Regions from separate parts of the Triticum aestivum genome. Here region 2 is linked to region 1. Evidence: chromatin contacts called from public Hi-C data. All regions are on one chromosome and are shown on one strand. Each heading gives the region's core, a stretch centred on a gene start, on an enhancer-like site or on the middle of the called end of the contact. The rest is flanking DNA. Distances are from core to core; before and after follow the strand shown. Region 1 holds the start of LOC123136723 (MLO-like protein 1). Region 2 holds the start of LOC123136726 (3-oxoacyl-[acyl-carrier-protein] synthase, mitochondrial).

The links. Hi-C and Micro-C count contacts between places; a contact is called where the count stands out from the background.
Region 2: a Hi-C map of leaf shows a contact between it and region 1, with 5 times the contacts expected there. The contact joins the promoter of LOC123136726 here to the promoter of LOC123136723 in region 1. A contact is called at or near these places in 2 of 5 Hi-C or Micro-C datasets (both in leaf) and 1 of 1 datasets of contacts at active chromatin or transcription factors (leaf).

Annotation. Positions count from the first base shown.
Region 1 is chr6B:232,293,565-232,299,266 of IWGSC CS RefSeq v2.1, reverse strand. LOC123136723 (MLO-like protein 1) reads left to right here and starts at 2,878. Exons shown (of 13, transcript XM_044556198.1): 1 at 2,878-3,289; 2 at 3,453-3,510; 3 at 3,835-3,989; 4 at 4,235-4,351; 5 at 4,450-4,551; 6 at 5,220-5,294; 7 at 5,397-5,485; 8 at 5,566-5,615. The coding sequence starts at 3,167.
Region 2 is chr6B:232,466,452-232,471,905 of IWGSC CS RefSeq v2.1, reverse strand. LOC123136726 (3-oxoacyl-[acyl-carrier-protein] synthase, mitochondrial) reads right to left here and starts at 3,436. Exons shown (of 13, transcript XM_044556205.1): 1 at 3,059-3,436; 2 at 2,392-2,453; 3 at 2,238-2,309; 4 at 1,234-1,320; 5 at 983-1,134; 6 at 608-688; 7 at 481-514; 8 at 13-79. The coding sequence starts at 3,431. It overlaps LOC123136724 (protein WVD2-like 7), which reads right to left. Exons shown (of 11, transcript XR_006467247.1): 11 at 5,364-5,403.

The DNA of each region.
Region 1 (5,702 bases), core at 1,629-4,128:
GAACTTAGACCTGGGTGTGTCGAATTTTGCATGGACACCGTCGGCCAGCAGGAACATGCCCATAGTAAACAGGGGCAGGGAGGACAAACTGGAATTAGTCAGAATCAGCCTGGCCGCAGAGGACAAGAACCTGCCATGCCAGGGGCTGACCCGATTCGCCACCTTGCCGTATAAGGGTTCCCATTCGAGGATCGAGATGTGTTTGTCTGAAATGGGAAGGCCTAGGTACTTAAATGGGAAATTCCCTAGTTTGCAGTTAAGTAAGTTGGCAATGCGGGTGGCCTGGTGATCGTCCATCCCTATGGCAATCACCTCACTCTTAGCAAAGTTAATCTTCAGGCCAGAAATGATCTCGAAAGCGAGAAGGATGAGCTTGATCGAGGCTATACTATTATCGTCAGGCTCGAAGAGAAGCAAGGTGTCGTCCGCGTATTGAAGGTGGGTGATCCCTCCGGGGCACAGATGAGGAACAACACCTCGGACGTGGCCAGCGGCCTTGGCCTTGTTCACCATGGCCGAGAGGGCATCGGCAACAAAATTGAAGATCAAAGGCGAGGAGGGATCTCCTTGGTCTTTAGAGTGTTACCTGCTGATTCAGGTAGACCAATCTTGTGTACTACCAAATTTCTCACCTTGGGCATTCCATTGAACAGGAATGATGCAACGTACTGACTGATTCAAGGAAACATTAATTCAGAGGCAAGATTATACAATTGTAGAAATGCAGTGATAATCAAAACCGAGGTAAATTGAATGATTAATTTAAAGGAGAGCCAACTACGTGAAAGGGAGGCAAACTAAGCTCATATTTTGCGTGCCTTGACTATCCGAATGGAGAAAAAACAAACAATCAGAGACCTAGAAGATAATGAGGGAGACCACGTACAGGCAACATGTATGGAGGTCATCGGTGAAAGGCTGACGCGATCTTCCATGGTCCATGATTGGGGGTGTGTATGTTGTTTGCATGGGAAGGTTCAGGCTGAGCCAAATGAGAAGCTGGAGTGGAAGTTGATGCATCATATGGGAAGTACACTGGAGTCTGGAGGTAGAGCCAAGGAGTTTGGGAGCAGAGATTGAGAGCCTCCTCAGCTTGCGCACATCGGTTTGTTTTCGATTAGTGGGACAATGAAACGGCAGGTTAATTGAAGGAACCGATGTGATCACATATCAAATGTAGCGCATGGACAAAATAAATGGGGATCGCATGCATGTTTAGGCATCAGTTACCAGAGGCATTGCATGCATGCGTGCATGAGCTTGGAGCAACATCTCCCAAGTGTAGATCTCATGGCTGTGGTAGACTAATGTAGTATATCCAACGGCTAAAATAATTTGGGTGATGTGGCTCAAGGAGAAGCTAGAGAATTTCTAGTAGTGGGGACTAGCTATTTAGATATAGTAGATTTGAACTAATTCAACAGTTGCGCTATTGCAACCAATGCTAGCTTGGATGTGAGCAGACGGAAAAAAATTATATGAGACCAGGTCTCATATAAAGCATGTGAGACCCGTCCTGATGGATGACACGTGGCATTCACAAATCACAAATCATCTAATCTCTCCCCCTGATTTCAGATGGGGGTGGGGTAGATGCTTTATGATTTGTGAATGCCACGGGTCATCCATCAGGATGAGTCTCACTTGCTAACCCGTGAGACCTGGTCTTATAGAATTCTTTTCCGTGAGCAGACTACAAGGATTTTGAATCTTTGCTTTCATAACTTGGTGTTTCCTTCAATTTTGTTTCATACTTGCTTTTGAAATTTGATTTTTTATGAAAAATAAATTCAAACTCATCTTTTATAAGAGAAATTATCTTAAAACACATATTAAGAATTGCACTCTTGTTGTTAAGTACGCATGAATATGTCTCTATGTGCAACTGTGACGTTTAAAGATCTATAGGAGGGACCAGGGAACCATGTAGAGTGAAGGGATGAGCAGTCGATTTGCATATACCGACATGACAATCACATATGTGGAGCAAAGAGGATAGAATTCTTGACCCGTCACTCAAGATTTGCTGGTTATGGATATGCTCTAGAAAAATTGTTCACACGGGTTGTGTCCTAGAAAATCTGCTCTAGGCAGGGGTGTGTCATTTTCACTAGTTGAACATCAAAATCTTAGCTGAAAAGAACCTTTTGCATTTAGCTTCTCATTTTCTTTGTATATCGGCAACATTCACCTTACTCTTGTGAGCTCTTTCGAACCGATAAATCTTAAAATTAACGAAGTCTCCACACGCATCTCGTAATCAACGAGAGCTTCGTCTCCCACTAAAGAAACATTGTCGAAAAGTCTGAAATGAATTCAAAATATATGATTTCGTATTAAATATAATAAACATAGATGAGTAACCATTTAAGCTATGCTCACTTCGCTATATCAGCAACATTTTGGAAAGCTCAACAAATAAAACCAGTTCAACTCTGTAATCTTAAAAACCAACCAGATCCAAACTATAGGCAACTAATCCAATCGAAACATATAATAATGCAAGAATTATCACAAATCCACGCTTCCTGCCTCATAATATAAGAGCGTTAACGCTATATTTTGGGATGGTTTTGATGATCTGACGTACCCAAACACAACGTCAGAGGAGCCACAAAAATCGTGGACGGGTCATCTATCACCACCAAGGCGATTCCCGTCCAAACATTTTGATACCTGACGGGACACGTGCGCGCATCGTTTCATTCTTGCGTTCCCGATAGGTCCACCGTCCACGTCGGTACAGCCCACTGGGCCCCCAAACAGAGTCCATTGCACGCCAACAAATTTTTTTCCTTGGCATCTTCTTCCTGCTGTCGCCGTCGAAGCGCCCGAAAGGGACCGGCCGCTCACGAGTTCCACAGGCGGGAACAAAACTCGAAAGGGAAGCGGGGCCTGGCTCCTCGCGGGGGACGACAGCGACGGGAGTCGAGAGGCCGTGGCCACGGTCACGTGCGGCGTCCAGCCCGCGCCGCGCCGGGACAAAGGGCGCTCGCGGGACCCCCGGGGGCGCTGTCCCCGCCGCAGGACCGGCCCGTGGCGCAGGTCGCTTCTGCAGTGCCGTGATGCCCCACCACCGGCGTGCCTGCCTCCTCCTATATCAGCCACATGGTGCGGGTAGCGGCTTCGGCTCGGCAAGGCGGGAGAGGAGGAGGAGGAGGAGGAGATGGGGCAGGAGGAGGAGGCGCAGTCGCTGGCGCTCACGCCGACGTGGGTGGTCGCCTCCGTCTGCCTCGTCATCGTCGCCATCTCCCTCGCCGCCGAGCGCCTGCTCCACCGCCTCGGCAAGGCACAGCGCCCCCCTACCTACCCATCTGCTTCGCATTCCTGTTATAGTCTCTGTTACGTTTGTAAAGCATATTTAGTCTGCTTCCTGTTCCGCGTATGCGCAAATTTTGTATTTTGATTGAAGTTTTCGATGATATGCTAATAAGAAACGTTTCTTTCTGCAGGTGCTCAAATTCAATGGACAAGAAGCACTATTCTCAGCCCTGCAGAGAGTCAAAGAAGGTAGCATTATCCTCGGATTTAGTTAGATTGCTGCATAACTTCTTTTTTATCTGTTCGATATCACGGCAAATGTTTACCTCAATTATCTCAAGCACCGTGGCTAATAGAACCTGAAGGTACAGTTCTTCTGATGATCTGTATATGTGCTAGTCGTTTCCTGTTTAAAATTGCGCTGAACTGATTGTAATCAATATGGAGAGTAACATCAGATACCAACCAACAAAAGTTTCCACGCACAAATCAGAATGTCTCGTACCAGTTCATTCTTGCCGTATAAAACTGTTTGTTCGTCTTGCCTAATCTATTTGCTGGTTACTTGTGCAGAGTTGATGATTCTGGGTTTCATTTCCTTCCTACTAAGCGTCTGTCAAAATCTCATCAACCGCATTTGCATCCCCGAGAGCGCTGCACGTATCATGCTTCCATGCATTGAAGAGTCCAAAGCCAGAGAAGATGCTGCCACATTCTGCAAGAGAAAGGTAGACCATGAACTGTGAAGATAGTGCTGGCATCAAATTTAGTGCCGTTCATTATTAACTAAATATCTGACTCTAGCTTCAGTGTCTTCTGTTTTCCTTTGATAGCAGCGTTGATGTAGTATTCTTAGTAGCAAAACATAATTACTTCTGTTTAATGCTAATTGCTAGACATTGCCAGTCCCAAGAATCGCAAAGGATATTTACCAGACTGGTCATTCTGAAACATTATTCCTGCCCTTATGCAGGGTGAAGTTCCCATGCTATCTGAAGAGGCTCTGCATCAGCTGCACATCTTTATCTTTGTACTTGGTGTGGTGCATGTTTTGTTCTGTGTTACAACGCTGTTACTTGGTGGAGCTAAGGTATAACTAATTAACTATTAATTATTATTACTGGGGCTGAATACGTGTTTCATGTGACATGATAGTGAAGGTAACACATTTAGGTTAAGCTCTTGTAGATGAGAACGTGGAATAAATGGGAGAAAGAAATTCAACAAGGAAGAATCAAGGAGCGTGAAAAGACGCCAGGCTGGATGAAACCATCTGCTGTAAGATGGATTGTAAGTAATATAACCCTCTTATTATGCATTTATGCTTCTCTTTTGTTATAAAGTCAATTTTAAATCCTTAATTCGTAATACGAATGACAATGGCATGAGAATTATTTGAGTTTACCCAAGTAAAATGAAGCTGCTTTTTTGAGTGGTTATCAATTTATTTTCGCAAGAGAGAAAGTGCTATCAAATCATATTTTTACATCTTAAACACCATGGCTGCATATATGAAATTAAACAGGGGAAGGCATCAGTAAATTACTGAATATTCAGTTTGTGGTCAAATTGTTATTTCAAAAAGTGAGTAGAACACTTGAAGATGGTTCATTGTCAGCTAAGGATAACAATGATAGGGAAAGCTATTATGACATGAAGATACTTTGATGGCATGTGCATGAAGTGCAGTGCAGTGTTCCACTTCTTTTTGTTATTTCAGGCCCCTCTGCAACAAGGCAATATCATGACTAAACCAAACACTAATATAGCCTTAACTACAATGATCTGACCACAGTAAAACATTTGTTATGGCTGAGTATCATAGCTTCTGCATAGTTATTGCAATATTTCTGTGCTATATGAAGCATTCTTTAAGTAAAATTTCCCCGAATTCAAATTGCGAACTCGGTATATTATATGTATGATGATTCCAAAGGTTTATTCACATATGATTTCAGATTGCATTCTTCAAGCAGTTTTATAATTCTGTCGGTAAACCAGATTATCAAGTACTCAGATCAGCTTTTGTTCTGGTAAGATACTAAGATGTACTGTTCAGTGACTTCTGCACAATCATGAGTGTCCTGGTTTTCCTAGTGAACTAACAAGGATACTGGCCATTTCCCCCCTCCCAGCGGCACTACCCAAATTGCCCAGACTTTGATTTCCACAAGTACATGGTTCGTGCCCTCGAGCATGACTTCAAAGAAGTAGTTGGAATCAGGTTAGTATTGGGTAAAGTTCCTACTTGGTTGCTTAAATAAAATTTGTTTGGTTTACCTAATGATGCTCACATGCATGCAGCTGGTACCTATGGCTTTTCGTTATCGTCTTCCTGCTGCTGAATATAAATGGTAACTCCTAAAGTCCCTTCGTATATTTGTTTGCCCGAAGATATACTGATCCTAAGAGAACAATACGATTTAGACTTGTAACCATGT
Region 2 (5,454 bases), core at 2,187-4,686, 170 kb before region 1:
ATCGGAGGATACCAGACATGCCATAGCCTCGAACTTCTGCATAAATTTTTGCGCCTCGTTCCATTGCATGGTCAAGTGCCTACACAGGAATAAATTGATGTACAGTCTGTTCAGCAAACAAAAATGCAATAGGACAGTTTCCAGAATAAAAGTTGCATATACCATATACAGGATACAGCAAAGTTTACACAATAAGGGCCTGGTCAGAAAAGGAGTATTTGCAGGTAAGTTTTGGCATTTAGTTCAAATTTGACTCAGATACCAAAACTTCACCAAGAAACACCATTCTTCCAAGCAGCTTCTAAAGGAGCAATACTATGGCGATTTAAGTCCTTTGACAAACTCTTTAACAAAGTGCTATGGACATTTTTTTCAATATGTAAATGACTGATCCTATAAAATAACAGCGAACCAGCAGCTTGGAAACAGCAAAGGTAAGAACAGACAACAGGAAATGATCAGTGTTTCCTCTGAACTCACCTCCAACACCATGACTCCACAACCTTCACCAATCCTATTGGTTTTTTAAGACGGAAGATAAGAACGCGCAATAGGAAGGAAAAACTAAGGGAAGTAAAAAATACGATTCAATAGAAGTATGACGTACACAAATCCATCTCTGCCACAATCAAATGGCCTCGAAGATGCTTGTGGAAGAGAGTTATACTTTGTAGACAATGCCCTTAACCTGCAGAACATTATAGTGAAAATAAGATGGTTTTGGCAATACTAGTGATGGGGATAGCGGATAAAAAGTGCAAGAGTGTGACTGTAACTAAGTTTTTCTGGATAAACAGATTAAGTTTGCATATGATATTATGAGCCACGACCACGAGTGGTTTGTGGACAAAAACATGAGTTCTCTACTTTGTCCTACAACCTTCAGTCAACAGGTGTACATTGAAACCTTAAGGAGCATCTAGACAGAGTAGTTGGGAAATTAAGCAAATCAAAACAATTGTGAAGATGCGAACATACTTGCCTAGAAAATCCAGCTATAGATAAAGCATCAATACTAGACTCTGTTCCTCCAGCCACCATCACATCTGCATCTCCAAATTGAATCATCCGTGTAGCATCACCAATAGAGTGAGCGCCTGTGGCACAAGCTGTCACGGCAGCATGGTTTGGACCCTAGGTTTGAATAATTAAATATCAATGTGATTCATGCAATAATTATACAAAATGGAAACAAAAGCCTGAACTATGGCATATGACAATAACAATGTACACCTGGAAACCATATTTCATGCTGACATGACCTGATGCCATGTTGATCAAAATCTTGGGGATGAAGAATGGGCTGAGACGGCGTAGACGCTGCATTCAGAAGAAAATAAATTGCACACGTCAGTGCTGGAAGTGACCAGAAGATAATGAGTTACTCCCTCCGTCCCAAAATAAAACCTAGTATAAAGTTAAGACACTTATTTTGGGACGGAGGGAATATATTGCAAGCCATGTATTGTGCAGGCCAAAGATTTGGAAAAGACGTAAAAATAGATTGATTCTCATGTAAACGAAGAATTAAAAAAAATCAGATATGATAAAGTGCTGGTCTTGGCCAGTAGCATCCACCAATAAGTAGTTTTGTAATGGCTAGTTTCAACTATCAAGTGTAAACTAAAAATTCAATGTATCCCGTTCCTGGCCGCTGGAAATAGCCTCTTGCAGAAATGCAGAGAAGGCTGCGTACAAAAGACCCAAAGTGGTCAGACCATTCGCCGGACCCTGCGCAAGCGGGAGCTACGTGCACCGGGCTGCCCTTTTATCCTATTCCTGGCCGGTTAGCGCTCAGTTTTCCTGTTCATTGATTAAATAACATATCTTCTCACAATTTTCTTCAAACTTACTCCCTTCGTTCACAAATATAAGATGTTTTTGCTATTTCAGTATGGACTACATACGGACTGAAATGAATGAACAGACACACTAAAACGTGTCTCTATACATCTGATTCAGAAAAAGTTTAGAACATCTTATATTTGTGAACAGAGGGAGTACTTGAGTAGCTAACATCAGATGAATTTTCTTATCTTAACGCTACTGGCGCCCACCAGTAATGCCAGTGGCCAGCCGATAGCCGCCATTATTTTGCTTGTATCTAACACTGTATTTCTCACTCGGCACATAGCAATATAATATAAAAGGGAGAATCACTATAGCTGCACAATGACTAACAATACAGAAGGAAAAGAGTGAGAATAAAGCAAATTGCAGTGACTGTTGGTACGAACATTTTCAGCAATCAGCTGTGATGCATCTAAAATGTCTGAGATGCTTCCGATTCCCCCACCAATTGAAACACCCTGATAAAGGTTCTAATTAGATCCAGCAACTCGGCAAAAACACAAAAAAAGGAAAAGAGCTTCCACCAAAAGCAATTGGTACCGTTCTTTCCTTCTTCTCATTTTCTGAAGGCAACCAATTTGCATCTCTCAAAGCCTCATCAGCTGCACATAGAGCATATGCTATAAATCCCGATATAGATCTACTGTCCTGGAAACAAAAATGTTAAATCAACAGTTCGAAATATGAAACAAAGTTTAACTGTGAGACAGATAACATCACCAGTTGCATATTATAGTCACACGATAGCATCTTATCAGAACACAACAGATTTCCAGTTGTAGAAGAGGGAGAAAGAGAGACAATCTATCTACTTAAATCATACAGATATCTGACAGAAACGACACGAAAAACAGGTTCAGCAAAGTGCCGTGGCATTGAAGACTGTGTTACTCCTAATGGCACTGAAGATAAGGGTCTTTATATCAGTACCAGTTATGACATGACTGTATTGCAGCATTGTCTACAGGAAAGCTTGTATAGTTTGCTGAAAGTAACAGCTTCATTTAAATTTCTGTTGAGCAGCTTATACATGAAATCCATTCTCGAATCAATTATATCAAGCATGTAAACTAGCAATTCATATATGATAAATCGCACGTGAAACAATCATGTGCAGAAAAAAGAGCACCAATCCAATCTCACGGCAACAGTGGGAAAACCAATGTATACTGGATGATTAGGGGCTACTGAAGTGTCAGTCATAAACCTTGGTCCACGCCTCCTCGTCGAACTCGGCCTCGCCCTTCCCGCGCGGCACGGCGGCGGCGACCCTGGATGGGAGCTGCTCCAACGTCCTCCCCGCGGCATCCCCGGTGAGGCGTAGGTCCTCCGCGGCGAGCGCGCGCACCGCGCAGTCTCCGGCCACGAGGCGGTCCCAGGTGGACCCGACGCCGCGGCCGAGTGGCGTGACGGCCCCCAGCCCCGTCACGACCACGCGGCGGCTGGCAGATGGGCGCGGCGGAGGCAGGTCCGCACCCGAGGAGAAGCCTCGGCGGAGGCGGTGGCCGAGCAGGAGAGCGCGGCGGAGCATGCTCATCAGGCGCTGCAGCGAAGCTGACTATCCTGGGGGCCCAGGGCATCGGCTGTTCTAAGCTCGCACGCAGACCTGGCCATCTGGGCCGTGCTACGCGGGCCGGGCCAAAATCATGCGTACCTGGCACGTCGTGTGTACCCGGCCCAGCATGAGGCAAGGCCCGTGTGCTGGCACAGCCCGTTTATATTTGAACTTTTTTTTATTTTTGAACAACCTAAAATGCCAAAAATAGGCACAAAACAGCCCAAAAGCTGAATAGCACGCGGGCCAACCGACACACGTGTTGTGTCGGGCCGGCCCATTTAGCAAGTATGTCATGCGTGGACCTGAAAGTGCGGCACGTGTGCCGGCACGGCACGACCCGTTTATAAACGTGTTGCCGCTGACCATTGTTTCCTGTCGTGTCGGCCCGTTTAGCAGTTGTGTCATACCTAGGCCTGAAAGTGCGGCACAGGTGTCGGCAATGGGATGACCCGTTTATAAACATGCCGCCGTGAACCATTTTTCATGTCGTGCCACACACGTTTAAGGGTGGGCCAAGTCATGCTCTGCTCACATAGAGAGGGGCAGGTGGAAGCCTGGATTTAGGGTAACTCCAATGCTCCAACAGTGACTAGGTTCCCTTCAAGGAAGTGAATATTGGGATATATCCTCGTCTCTAGAGTTTCAGTTAATTATCACTAACCCTGGCTTCTTACTTGTGATTTATTTGTCTCCTTGTCTTTACTTGTTATATTGTAATTGGCTGTTGTTGATTATATTGCTACTGGTAGCATTAGAAACACCTTTGCAAATTGTTACGCTCACTTTCATATTCCGCATATGGACTAAATTGCTAACTAATACTCCCTCCGTAAAGAAACATATACCGTCGATCTTATATTTCTTTACAAAGGGAGTAAATATTAAATTTTGTAAGTGTACCTACTCACCATCCTCCCCTCTAGGTCCATCTCGATCCTTTCAGTCGAGTTTCAGTGCAACGGTCGACGGTATTGGCTCGGCAGCTTTGAGACGGTGGAGAACGCAAGCAAAGATCGAGACGCGGGAGGATGCGGGGTTCATCGGGCCGCTAGTGACCATTGTGTCCTGCCCCGCGAGAGATGGAGACCTGATGTGTCCTCGAGGAGCGGGATACCTGGGAGAGTGAGTAGGCGGCCATTGTGAGGCTCAGAGCAGAAAATCCGCACCTCGTGCAGTACAAGGCAGAGTGGTTCTAGAAGAGGGACCATGAGCGCGACCGGAAAAGGAAACCTAATACCCAGCCCCCTGGCTATCTCATCTGTTGTTCCTCGACTCCCTAGAAGGTAAGATTGTATGCTTGTTTCCTGTAATCTGTGCTCGATTTCATATTTCTGCATCCTTGGATTCCCGGGATAGATCTGATCTCCTCAAACAACGAGCGAAGTCGAGATGTTGATGAGAAAGGGGCTTTTCTCAAGGCTAAATAGTGCTATGGTAAGGAGGACCAGCTAAGGCCTTCATAGATGATTAAGGTGGAGTCCAACGACGAGGGTTCTGACATTGACTAGGATAGCCTTGCGCGTGAGAGTGATGAGGAGTCTACTATGTTTAAATTCAAATGTTTGCATGTTTAGATCATTGCATGTTTAAAACTATTTGGAGATTTGTAAGTTTGAATGTTTAGATATTTGAACAATTGAAAGTTTGCATGTGTGCAATGTGATCAAGTAGTTCGGATGTTTTAGTATATCTGAGTGCCCTAAAATAGGACAATTGCTGGAGAAGAACAATTTTTAGTGTCCTAAAAGTCACTTTTTTGTGCCCTAAAATTTACCCCAACGGCTAGTTGTTGGAGAAGCTCTCACAAACAGAAGGAAAACCTACAATCAGCAGACACGTGGAGACAAATCGTAGCGTTATGGCCGCAATTCCAGTAGCTCCGAGCACAAGTTAATCGCTAGTATTCCCACGTCTCGCTTTCACTCACCAACCAGACAACAACAGGCAAACAATCTGTGGCGAAACAGCGCTGCCTTCCCTGCTCTTTCCTTGCTCTGAACTTGACACAAGAATCATATATCACGCCTCATGGTAGAATAGAGGTC